Regions from separate parts of the Drosophila melanogaster genome. Here region 2 is linked to region 1. A link is a contact called in public targeted proximity ligation data. All regions are on one chromosome and are shown on one strand. The core of a region is the stretch at or near the end of the contact, and the rest is flanking DNA. Distances in the headings are between cores, read along the strand shown.

Region 1 (6,375 bases), core at 2,481-4,980:
ATTAGCATTCCGCTCTGTTTTGTGTGTTGTTTTCTTTTTGGGTGTTGCGAATGGATCTGTTAGTTGAATGCTTTGATTTAGAACTTCAGACCAGCCTGGACATCGGACATGATGTTGGCGGACTTCTGCAGTTGTTCAACTTCGGTGGGAGTCAGGATCTGCTTGACCACGGATGTCACACCGTTGGCATTGAGAACGCAGGGCAGCGAGAGGAACACATCCTTGTCAATGCCATGTTCGCCCTGTGAGATAAAATATAATATATTAGAACATCTTTACAATCATATAAAAGTTTTATAAAAGTAATCTTACCAAAACGGAGGTGGAGACGGCGGCCACGCTGCTCGTGTTGCGCAAGATGGCCGAGGCCAGGGAGGCGGTGCTCAGGCCAATGGCCCAGGAGGTGTATCCCTTTAGCTTGATCACCTCGTAGGCGGAGTCCACCACCTGCTTGTGCAGCTCGTTCCACTTCTCTGGATCCTCGCCGGTGCCCAGAATGGGGTTCAGCTCGCGCAAACGCACGCCGGCAATGTTCACTCCAGACCAAACGGGCACGGAGCTGTCGCCGTGCTCACCGATGATCCAGCCGTGGCAGGAGGTGGGTGCCACGCCCAGGCGCTGCGACATCAGGAAGCGGAAGCGGGACGAGTCCAAGTTGGTGCCGCTGCCGATCACGCGGTTCTTGGGCAGACCGGACAGCTTCCAGGCCACGTAGGTCATGATGTCCACGGGATTGGACACCATAAGCAAAATGGTATCGGGACTGTACTGTAAGTGAAATCAAGTTATTGCTCCAAATCTCTATATTAGTTTCTTGATTGTCGACATGAACCTACCTCTACCAGCTTGGGGATGATGTTCTTGAGGATGTCGGTGTTGCGCTGCACGAGGGACAGGCGGGACTCGCCCTCCTTTTGGCGCACTCCGGCGGTCACGATGCACAGACGGGAGTTGGCCGAGGCGGCAAAGTCGGTGCTGGCCGTGATCTGGGGGTTCTTCAGAAAGTTGGAGCCGTGCTGCAGATCCATCAGCTCGCCCTGCAGCTTGTCCGCGCAGACATCGATGAGGCACACCTCCTTGGAGACGTTCTGAGCCAGGATGCTGAAGGCGCTGGCCATGCCCACCTGGCCGATGCCCACAATGGTGACCTTGTGCCCGGAGCTGGGCAGGACCTCAGCAACCTGGGCCAACAGACTGTCCTTAATGGCGGCCATTGCTAGGGGGTAACAAAAAAAAAAAAAAAAGAAATATAACTTTAATATTCCGCCAAAGAAAGCAAAGCGCATTGCCCCTGGGAGATTACCCATTTTGATTGCTATCACGTGCCTATGATTTAGTTAAAACATTCACATTTTTTTTGGGAAAACTCTTTTCCCCACAAACAGACACACACATACTGCTTAGTTGGCGTTCTTTAACCTTCACGAAGGTCGTATTAATGAGAAAAAAGCGACATCGCCACAACACGCAACCGGACCGAACCGAAAACATTGCCGAAAAAATTAACTTGTGATTTTTTTTGCTCTTTTATATAGCAATTCATAGAGCCACATGACACTGCCAGTCAATTAGGGTCTTCTTCATTCACACAGATAAAATCTAATTAGGCCCAAATGGAAGTTTTATCAATGAAAATGTGTGCTACCTTATGGAATTAATCCCCCGATTCAGATCTAATCGTTTTATTTCTGATTTGGCAAACAGTCATAGTGACTTCCTCGAAAGTTGGCAGTTTTTTATCTTATCACAAGAGTTTCAAACAATTATAGCAATTTGATTAATCCAATTATGGCATACCTATGATGATTAATAAATAAATAATACAATGACGTAGGACTAAGCTTATCGCAAATAGGAAGAGTTTTGGGGGGCCAAAGTTGAGTTTGTTGCCAATGTTTGCAATACTATTTCAGATTAGATTGCTAAAGATTATAAGTGCATATTGGAACTATTATCAGTGGGAAAATATTTATATAAACATATGGCACGTTTTTTAATTAGAATCTGCTTCAGGTTGAGTGTTTTCCTAGCTTGAATTACGACTGCAGTTATGAGTTCTGAAGAATTTGGGTGGGGTACAAAAACCCAAGAGTTCTGATGAGTTCCGCAAGTGTGAGGTACGAAAAGTCAGGGAAATGTCACAAATATATAAAAAACTAGATAATGATTTATGGCTGAGTGATCACGGTTTATTTTTATTGGGGACGAGTATCTAGTATTAGTAAGTATAAGTATTAGTGCCAGATAAAAGGGGGCTAATTGCTTTTTCTCTTTTTTAAGAATCTAGATATATTATTGACAAACACGGATTATTTAAAACTTTGTAGATACAACAAAAAATACAAAACTATAACTTTTCTCTTAATAAACAAAAATTCGTCATTAATTACAAAATATCATATTGGCATAAAAATTCGAGTTTTTTATATAAAAATTCATATCTTCGCCACACTTGTTGCAAGCTGTGAAAATGTGCGTCAAAATTGGGCCTACGCATGACCTTCTCTCAAAGTCAAATGCGGTTGTTCCACTTTACTTGGGCGGTGCGACGTCCCCCCGTCGGAAAATGGGGAAGTCAGCTGTTTGCGACATGGCGCATGCTCCCGTTGAAAACGAAAGTGAAAGTCAATTGTACGCCCAATTGCCACCCCACACCCTCTTCGCGGGAAACCCCGGAAATCCGGCCCACCCCACTAACGTCTCAGGTGCGGAAGGCCAAGGGCGACGGGGTTCGGTTTTCGGAACCGACCGATGCACTTGACCCTTGAAAGTTGAATGCACCCTGATGAGGCAGGAAGTTGACACCCAGTTTGTACTACTAATTTTCAGGTATCCTGCACAATCACAAATACTGTTTTTTTTCCAAGTGCATGCTAGTATATATACTTACTTTTGTATTGGTTTTGTTTTAATTCTCTTTTTTTTTCACTGGATTATTTTGGGCGCCTCTAAACTTTGAGGTCGTCGACGTTCCGTTCACTTTGCGCGTTCGTTGCGAACTGTTTGCACTTCAAGCGGACTGCTTTGGAATTTAGCTGCTGCCGCTGGATTTTGTAGCCTCCGCAGCCGCTTTTCTCTCACTACCTCTCTCGCTCTTTCCTTCGCAGCTAGTACACTTAGAAAAATGATATCACGAAATTGTGATATTCAAATGGACTAAAGTTGAATGTGTAGCTGTTGAATTTTTAGTAAAATCATATTAATTTAAAAATAGTGTAGTTTTATATCCAACTTAAAACAAATTTAAACAAATATAAAATGACATACACTTTATGATTGTTCGACTTGAAATATTATTTCTGTATAAATGGTAGAGTTAGTTAAGCTGATCATTTTTTTCAGTGTGGCCAGCTGTTTTGGACCTCTCTGCCAGCTGCGCCAGGATGAATGACGAAACGGCCTCTGCGGCGTTGTGAAAGTGAGCGGCCATTTCTCTCGCTCGCTCTTTCGCCGCCTGTGTTTGTTGGTGTTGCGCTCTCCAGAGTTTTTTGGCTCCATTCGGCCAAGTTAGTCAAGGTGACCTTTGCTGGTTTTCCGTATATATTCCTCTATTTATAGGCGGCACGTTTTCGACTAATTTTCCGGGATTTCGTTAGTGGAGTTGTTGGATAATTCTTCATTTACAATTCCCCTGCGGCATAAATTACATTTAGATCTTACATGCTGAATTCGTTCCATTTGTCCGAGTAGGTGGTTGTTTATTTGAGCCTCGTGACAGCAGCTGGGGATCTTTGGACTAACACGTGCCCAAGATCACATACACATAGGGGACCAGTTTATTTGAACGGATGTGTATGCAGCCAATTTTGGCCAACTGCCCAGTCAGGCGGCTGCTGCAGTTAATTTGGCCAACAGATGGTGCAGTGGATTATGTGTGATTAGGAAATACCCTGTACTAAGCAGCTTGTGTTATATGATTAAGCTAATATGCATATCCCTTTAATCTTAAAAAGGACCAGCTTTAAGAACACTGTCTGTTTAATTGGTTGCCTTTAAAAACATATACTCATTGGATTCCGTGTATAATGCTTATAAGCATTTTATTAAGAGTGTATGGCATTTCACACCTATTGAGCTGGATTTAAGCAGACTTTCGCTAATTGTTTCAAATACGTCATCCCCTGGTCTTCTGTACTTGCATTGTGGTTAGACAATTCCATAGAGAGTCCTCAAGAGATCTGTAGAGAAAAATAGAAGCAGAGGGAGATCCCCAGAGAGAAGTTGCTCCACCAGTTTGCCGGCGTTCGTGACTGACAACACATTTTACAGACTCAACATTTATTCGCCGGTGATTCACTGCACTCTCTCGATTTTCGCAAGCATTTCGACTTAATACGTCATCATTGCCGTCGGCTAGCTTGAGTTGTCAAAGCGGGGAAGGGGGTGGTGATGAGCGGTTTATTGCTCTCTCAATGTCACTGCAATTTAACGCAATCGTTGTGAAAGTGTCGGCGAGGGTGACCCACTTTTTGAATTGACCCAAGTCAATGTCAATGCACTTCCTCTCTTACCTCTTGACCCTCTTGGCCCCCAAACATTTTTTGGGGTCATGACGTCGTCTCGCCCTTCAATTGTGAAATGCAGCCGAGAATGAGTTACCTGTGAATACTCATATATGCACTTATCGGAACTTGTTTTGTTTAGGTCTGGGTTTGTTGAACTTTTGTTTATGTCTGCGGTGTAATGATTTCTTTTCTGGGAACTTCTAGTGCTCACTTAGAATTCTGTAAGATAAAACTAAAATGTGCATTGCTTATGACAAGAAACCTAATGTCATCAGCACTTGTAACTAATATTTCAATACCATATATACAATGCAATATTCAATTCTTGTTTAATATTTAAAAAAGTTTTTTTCTTAGTTCCAGTATTTCTGATGCTTGCTTATTTAAATCAAACTACAATTGTAAATCTGAATAGTTTTCAAGATTTACTGGCGCCATCTAGGGCCTTATACTTGAGCCAGTTGCGCTTATAAAAAATGCCGCTAGGGGCGCTAAAAAGCAATGTGTAGAATACATTTGACGTGTAGAAGACAAGTTATTGCAGTGAAGCATTATTAATATAAAAATATGTTTCCCAGATTTGAGCTTGGATTAATAACAATTTAGTCACCTAATGGAACTTTTCATGCGTTTAGCGCTGCCACTTGAAAACTTATGTAACTAAACATTGCGTACTACATTTAACTAATTTTAGATTGTTGTAAAATGTTTTGAGAATTAGAAATTGGTCGTTTATTGTGAGCACCTATATAACGCAGTGTTCCAATTCCAGCAATCTTTTAGCTTCCCATATTACGCAACATTTCGATGCATTCGCCAGATTAGCCAGAACAAACATTTCTCATGCTCCGCGCTCCCAATCTCTGAAGCTCTGCGTGCCGGCTGAAAAGTGAGAGATGCCCCAAGAAACCGATAGTGCAACTCCTGGCCAAAAAACGACCCAAGGCGTTGTTATCAACGCCGGGGAATCTGATTAGAGCCAGAGAGCTCGATGTGCCCGTGTGTGTAAGCCAAGTGGCAGGAGGCGACTCCATCGTCTGCGAATTCTCGGGAGCACGCAATCGAGCGAAGATGTCGCTGCCCCACTGCACATTAATATTCAAAAATTGCGTTTTTATGCTAATTCTCACACACAACGTTGGAGCCGGACTAAATGGCCAACCTGTCGATAGATTACTCAATGACAAGAAGAAGGCAGTAGCAGTTGAGGCTGCAGTTGGAGCTGGGGAGGATGCACACTCTTCAGAAGAACCCACGGTGCACTGAGGTAAATACTTCATGCTAGATCAATATACAATTGGAAATGATTTCACATAATAATATGTTTGTTGTATATGTATATATCATATGTTTTTTTTATAAAATGTACCACGTTAAATATTTTCTTTCTGTGTGGTCCAATTGGCTCGATTGGCCTCCAGTTGTTGTTTTTGTTGCTGTACTGGCCGATGATGATCATCTTTCGGGTATATCGCACCTTGCCATCTTTTTGGCAGCCAACAGCCTTATTATTGCTTTTTTTTCACCAGCCAGGCAACCACGACTTTTCCCGTCCCGAACCGAACAACCAATATTACTCATACGCACCGTTGTTTATTTATGGCTAGATGCTGCTGGCTGGTGCCGCTGATGCTGTTGCCGTTGGGCGATGCTGTTGCCGGCGTAGTTTAGCAATAATTAAGTTGTTAAATTGTTGCACGTAAGTCAAGTTGGCCGGGACGGATGTCCGTCGCTCGGTCGCTTAGTCAGAAGACCGCCTTCGACTGGCCGCTCCGGTTGGTGGCTCCGCTTAATAATAATGTTCGGCTTGACTTACGATTCACGTCCTTGGGTTACTGATATATGCGATACTTAAGGTATTTATTACAAG
Region 2 (6,956 bases), core at 976-3,475, 230 kb after region 1:
TCCAGTTCACCCACGGTGATCAAGCAGTTAACAATGGCGCCGAGACAATACTCTGGTGCCCGGGCGGAATTGGCGATATATTCCTTAAAAAGCATGATGATACGCTCCTTGGCTTGAGCACGTTTCCTCGGGCGATCCACAGAGGCAATGTAGCCATCAAGTGCCAGTTGGCAGGCTTCCTGCCATCGATGGTGTTTTACCTAGAAACGATAAAGTTGAGGCTTTGATTTTCCATTTAAATCCACAGTTTTGATCTTACCAGGAAGCTTATTCTCTCTGACCAAGTTCTAACTCCAATTATATGCAGGGACCTGGCGCCTAAAACGTACAACTGGGTTCCTCTTGAAACCACTGAGTTATAACAGGCATTTGAGCCGGCTAAAGCGAAGGCAGGTGACACATTTCCGCCAGTGGCTAGTCCTTTAAACTGCGCTGATCCGTAGACCAGTCCTGCGTTGGCCATATCCATACATTCTAGTTCCTTACTGGATCGCACATCCACAAGATGAAGTATTTCCGCCGTGTCCAATGAGGCAACACACTTTGGTCCCAGCCAGTGAGCGGAGAGGAGACTCCCCTGCAGCTGGACATGTCGAAGGTATAAAAGCGTTATTCGTCCGTTCGAGACAAACAGTTGGTGAAAGAATAATTGATTCCCGCGGCCCACGACAATCACGGGGTCCACGGAGCGGGAAGTATCTGCCGCTTGAATGAGTACTAAATGCCAGGCGAGGAGAGGTAAGCAATCAGGAGGTCCCTGAAGCACGTGGTATTTGATGACCCTTAATCTTGGTCGGACAGTGACGATAAAATACTTGGATAACGTTGCCAGAGCCACAATGCAGTACTGATCCAATTCATGGCGTCCTTGGGAGTCCATTATTAGAGGTTCCACGGCGCAGACCTCTCCGCGAGCGCCGGAGAAGAGGCATCTCGATTGGCAGCCACGGATGCCCAGCTTCCGGGTGAAACTAAGAGACCACACCGATCCGCCGGCATCGGCACACAAGGCCAGTGATGATCTCGAGGTCCACTTGACATGCAGTACGCCGGTGTTTGGGGTTATGACGTCGAACAGCTCACGGAGAACATCACCCGTATGAGTGTCCAGCATGGCAACCAATCCCCTAGAAAAACCAGCCAAAAGTCGCGTTGAATCCGCATTGAAAGCCAAACTGGCCACCGCACCCTGACCATGCTTGTCCTGATGGGCCCACCTAAGGGTTTGGGTTACATCGAAGTTCAAAATGTGTCCATGCGATGTTCCGATGGCTATGAATGCGGCCACGGCACAGGAACTGGCTGCTCCGGCATTGACACGTTCCGCCGCTGAGGAAAGTTGTGCCGAGATGCCGTGTAGGAGGGTGTACCTCATTATGGATCCTCCACCACCTCTGCCGTCTGTTCTGATCGTGGAATCCTCACCAATCGAGGGCGTGGGCGTGGCATGGGGCACCGGCATTCCAAACTCGGAGGCCACATCCGAATCCGCCTCAAATTCACTGAGCACCGCCTCCAAAGTAGGCAGCACATCGGTGGGCGGTATTGCAAACTCGGCATCATCAAGCTATAATTGGATGAATCAAGATAAAGTGTTATCTAGGCCATTCCATTTTCGGGTAATCCCAACTCACATCTTCGAAGTCCAGCTGCAGGGATTCGGCCAGTAGGCTGTCTGTGGATCCTCGCTCCGATTCCAGCAGAGATTGCAGCGACGGGGCCTTAAGCTCCGACATGCTCCCGGTTCTTTCAATCCTGATCCCTCCCCCAAACTAATAATTTTAAGTGATTTTGTTTTTATCAATGAGTTTCTACGCCCATCAAAGGACTGCCCACTCGTTTGCATAACAGATGTCTTTCGGTTGCTTATCGGTTTCTGTTATCGATGATTTTATATAAAAACTTAATTTAATTGGACAAATAACAGAGGTAAAGATAAATTTTAAATTCTGAGGAAGGCGTATATTTGTTTTTGTTCCTTTAAGAAGCAGGAATTTTAAATTATTCATTTAGAAATAAGCTTATAACTGGAAACAGTCTACAACTTAATGGGAGTATAAAATTTAATGTTAAGTTCAACAAAGTTAAAAATTTAATATCGAAAATTTAAAAACTTATCGAGTGAGAGGACCAATCGACTACTCGACTTAGCAAACATCGAAATATCGCAGGTTGGACCTCACATCGCCATCTGTTCCATCGCTAGTTCATCTTTGTTTTCATCGCGTTCGGTTCAGTGCAGCGGACGATTTTGCTGCTCGCGAGGCCAGCAGATATTAATTAAAATGCAATAAAGTGTGTTCCGAGCCATTTGAATAATCGCGTAACCAAAAACAATGCGCGGCGCACTAGATTATTAATCGGATTCGCTTATCTGCCAGTTGCAGCAGCCCGTGATTGCGGGCCAAGAGCAAAACGCGAGTGGAAATTTCGATTATTGTATTGTTTGTTGCCATGCATAAGACACTTGTGCAAAATGGGCATTAGCAGACACTAACGAATAGTACTAAACAATGGCGCAGTGATTGGGACACGAAATATAAATAAAATATTTGTTTATTTGAGCGTGCGGCGCTTTGCCAAATTAATCGCTCTCTTTCTGGCATTTCCACTCTCTTCTTTACGCGCCTTTCATTCAGTCGCGCGTATGTGTGCGGGTGTGCGTGCGTGTGTGTATGAGCCAGTGACGTAAACAAATGCACAAAAGCGAATGAGTGCAAGAATTTGAAAAATGCGATTGTCGATTCACGTGCCAAAAAAAAGTAACAACAAACGGGAGCAGCAGGCAGAGAACAACTCAGGCAGCAACAAATTGACATAACGTTATTGTTTTCGGTCCTCTGTTTTGTGCACCGCATTCGCTGTATTTTCACCAGCTCAGCTGTGCAATTTCGCCTTGGTGTTGGTGAGCGCAACACGTTTGTGTTCGAGTGGGAGAGATACATAGCAAGAGAGCTAACGTAAACTCCTCTGCCAGCGTCGCTGCTGAAGTCGGCGTCGGCAGCGTGCGTCATTGATGTGCGACAGGTAAGAAGACGCCGCGCTCCAAATATACCCAATTTCCCAAATTACCATAGTTAATTACTTACATAGACGAATATGAAACCAAAACTTATCAATTAGGCGGCAGGGCGGCACCTTTCGCAGGTAATTTTCCCAAACGCACACATTCCTACATACGTAAATAAAGCTCTCATGCAGCTTCGTTTACGTTTTTCGAGATAAGGCAAACGAGTTAATGACACTCGCGGAGCAAAGCATTCTTGCACACGCTGCGTCTCCTCTTTCTCGCTCCCTCCTCTTCCCATTCCGACTTCCCTCGCACCCCCTCTTGACGCGTTCATCACGCTCTTGGCCCCAACTTGTCGATCGGAAATCGCTGGACATTGTTTGTTGGTCTGGTCGCCGCCAGTCGCGCTAGTCGCCAATCGCCCGTCGCGCTAGTTTTTCCACATTTGTCATACACTAACCATAACGAAGGAGTTACCTGGATTTCTGGCTCAAAGGGTACCGAATATTTATAATGGGTTCCTTGGAAAGGTTAATATATTTCTCGGGTCTTTCAGTAAAAGGGATCTCAACCCGAAAATCATTATATTTGTTCTTAAAATAAAGCAGTTTTTTATTTTCCGTAAACTGATATACTGAAAGAGAATTGAAAAACGGCTTAATATATTCATTTATTCATTCATTTAACCTAGTAATATTTTTAAAAGCATTCATATTTATGGCTCACAGCAGATTTCTGTTTATGATTGTCATTTAAGATACTTTATCTCGGATCCAATAACACTTGCAATGCAGATTTGTTTTATTTTGTACTATATGAAACATCGTTTACCCTTAAGAATTTTAATTTGACTTTAAGTGTTCCTTGATGAGTTTTATAAGATAAGATTATTCACTATACTTTTCTAGCCATTTTGGTGCGTTTATTGAACTTAAACGCAGACAAATAAATTTCTGTATAACGTTAAGGTTGTTATTTAAAAGTTGTTGTAGGTGCCATCGAATACATTCAGATTAAATAGACCGGAATAAGGCGATAAGCTCATTTGTCATAATGCCTTATCATTATACATAAATTATTAGACTACGAAACTAACGAACGAACAGCCATTTATTTACTTGATTTCGGGATTAAAAACCAGGCATGTATTTGAATCAATTGAAATTTAATGGGAATTTCGAATGGGTTCTTGAACCAAATAAGATTTCTCGAGAGAGCATACCATATTTGTGGGGCCTTCTCTTGCCCCTAATCGTTTGTGTTTATTATTGTTGACCATGCGCTTTTTGTTCCTTTTTCCCCCTTAGGTTTCAGGTTCTGGCCTTTTATTTTCCGCTCGCTCTGTGTGTTTGTCGTTCATGGTCACAAAATTTATTGGTCAACATTTTATCTTGGCCCCGGCACCCACGTCGACTCCTTTTCCAGCTTTGCAACTTGTTTGCTTCTCGGTCCACCTATTTCTTTCTTCGTTTTTTTTTTTTTTTTTTGTCTTGGCCATTCTCTGGACGGCCGGCCGGCCGCCCACATGGAAATTTAACGCTTCAACACGTTCGGATTTTTCCCAAAAAGAAATCGGAGGAAGCAGCGAATAAAAAAAATATTCGAGAGCACGGCGCTCAAAACAAATATTTTCAAGATAAGTTATGGGCATATAGCTTGGGTTCAGTTTCTCCAGCTATGAAATGTTTAATGGGAAATGGGAAATATCTTAATTTTTATAAACTTGGCGGCGCACATAAATTATCGGTGCGGAATTATTGCGGCTTTCATGGTTTTTCTTTTTTTTTCCCCGCTGCCTTTTTTTTTTCGTTTGTCTGGCGCATACTTTTCGTGACTTTCCGCTTTTTTGTTTATCTTGAGGCGATTGTTGTTTATCTTGATGCCTCTCAGATATTTTCGGCTATCGGTCCCGCGCCCCCGCTACCTTTTCCCATCCATTTTTCCCATATATCGTATATGGAGCATATAGCATATAGCCACAGCTAGCAAATTGGCAATTGCAGCTGCTGCTGGTGGTGGTGGTGCATAACTCAGCAGGCCCTTCAGGCATTAACCCTTTGTTGCCCACATGATAAACGATAGCTTGTTAATAAATCACAAGCCAAATGTGTGTGAGTTTGTGTGCTTCTGCTGGGTCTATCTGTCCTGGATGGTCAGGACATGCTGAAAAAGTAGTAACAAGGTTGCCTGCGTTATTTCATGCACTGAAAAGTATAATCTTTCTTATTGATATTTAGACAAAATGAAAAACAAAAAGCAATAGAAATACAAGAAATAACCTTTTTTAAAATACAGAAGTAGTAAAGTAAAATGAATGTACAATTAATCCTTTACAACAGAACAACCAATAAATACCCCCGTTAATATAGGATGTATTAATTATTTCTCTCGGTGTGCTCCCGGGCTGCATGCCCCGGGTTGTATGCAACTTGATTGGCTCTGCTCTCAGCACAGGATACTCGTATTTCATATGCCGTTGCTAGATTTATGAAGTGCCGTACTGAGTTCCTTGCCGAGCCAAGTCCTTAGCTGAATCCTTTGCTATTGCCTGTGCCTCGGCTGCCATTGGCATTCTAATAATTTTTTATTGTTGTCGTTTAAGTGGCCCATTGTACAGCTGGCAACATATTGTGTGCTTGCTGCAACATCGTCCTGCCACTTGATAACAGTAGGTGCTTTCCATCCATCGGGCCATCCCTCATGCTTTTTGCTTGATTTTGGCGTTTGCCATAAAACCAGTTGTCCAATTCTGCATTCTTGGCCTGCAACACGAGTGCTTCATCGAGTGACTCTCTGATAGAATACGTTTATAATTAGACATTTGGGATTAGTTGGGTTTTGTGTGTGAAACCGGAAGAACTGCTTTTATGGCCACGTCTTCTCGAGCGAGTGATTATTGTCAATAATTTTAGTTAATTAAGCTCGAGTGAGGAATTTGTCTGGCTTTTGTGTAGTTAAAATGAAGTTTCAACGTTCTTTGCGAATAAATATTTCAACAGGAATGTTTAATAATGTTAAAATGTATTTTCTGTATAAATCACATTGTCTGATTTGTTTGACTCATATCAAGTCAAGTCATATGTCATGTAATGACAATTTAATCATTTTGTTACGAATTTGTTTATTGTATTCTCTTCATTGTTATGATGACTCCGTTTCCAATAAAAATATAATTAATCATAAATATATATCAACAGTATTTATTTTAATGTAAGTCTAATAAGGTTCCAAGAATTGTGCTTATTCGCAAATAGGGTTCCCTCTTGCTTCCAAGAAATTATACATTTATGTATTCCAGTTCAAAACGTTCTTAGATTTTTAGAGAACTGTTAGTTGCATGTTTCAAACCAGTTTTCTATTTAATTCCCCGCCTGCTGGAGCTGCTAAGCCGATCTAGGACTTAATCTGTACCATTCTTCACGGCAATCTATTATGTCTAAATTTCAGCTCACGCCTTTCTGCTGCTTACGCCCGTCTGACAAATCTCGTTTGATGCGGCTTAGGATGATGATGCATTGAGTGTCCCAGTTTCCTTCGGCTTCCTCTCCAGCTCCTCCATCTTCTCCAGCCAGCCAGCCAGCCATTCAAGAGGCATCCGTTCATATTTCTTTCATGCTCGCCCAGCATTCAGAGTCAGATTCAGATTCAGTTTGAGATTCAGATGGATGCTCAGTGCATTCGGCTTAGCTATTATTCCGTGCCCGCTGACAATCATAGAGCCCCCAAAGCATAGAGCTAGCACAGAAAAAGTGGGGGCCAAGTGGGGATCTGGCGAGATGTGCAGGAGGAGCATGGCTCAGATGAAGATGAAGGGGCTTCTTAATAAATGATTTGCTGCATGGCAGTCTGTGGGAGTCCTTGTTTAGCTGCTTTTGTTTTTTTTTTCTCCTCGCTGATGATTATGATTTGCCGCCGGGACGAAAGCAAAATGCCAAATAAGCCGCCT

The links.
Region 2: a contact with region 1 is called in a targeted proximity ligation map of the Kc167 cell line, with 5 times the contacts expected there. A contact is called at or near these places in 5 of 107 Hi-C or Micro-C datasets (the Clone 8 cell line, the Kc167 cell line and the S2 cell line) and 2 of 7 datasets of targeted methods (both in the Kc167 cell line).

The regions. Positions count from the first base shown.
Region 1 is chr3L:6,259,669-6,266,043 of dm6, forward strand. lncRNA:CR44522 (long non-coding RNA:CR44522) reads right to left here and starts at 3,731. Exons shown (of 1, transcript NR_124810.1): 1 at 3,340-3,731. Ldh (Lactate dehydrogenase) reads right to left here and starts at 3,026. Exons shown (of 4, transcript NM_001274545.2): 1 at 2,891-3,026; 2 at 837-1,216; 3 at 313-768; 4 at 1-242. The coding sequence starts at 1,214. The coding sequence ends at 78.
Region 2 is chr3L:6,493,455-6,500,410 of dm6, forward strand. It overlaps sfl (sulfateless), which reads left to right and starts at 2,226. Exons shown (of 7, transcript NM_079222.5): 1 at 2,226-3,027. It overlaps Vps8 (Vacuolar protein sorting 8), which reads right to left and starts at 1,843. Exons shown (of 4, transcript NM_139791.3): 1 at 1,635-1,843; 2 at 260-1,567; 3 at 1-200. The coding sequence starts at 1,736.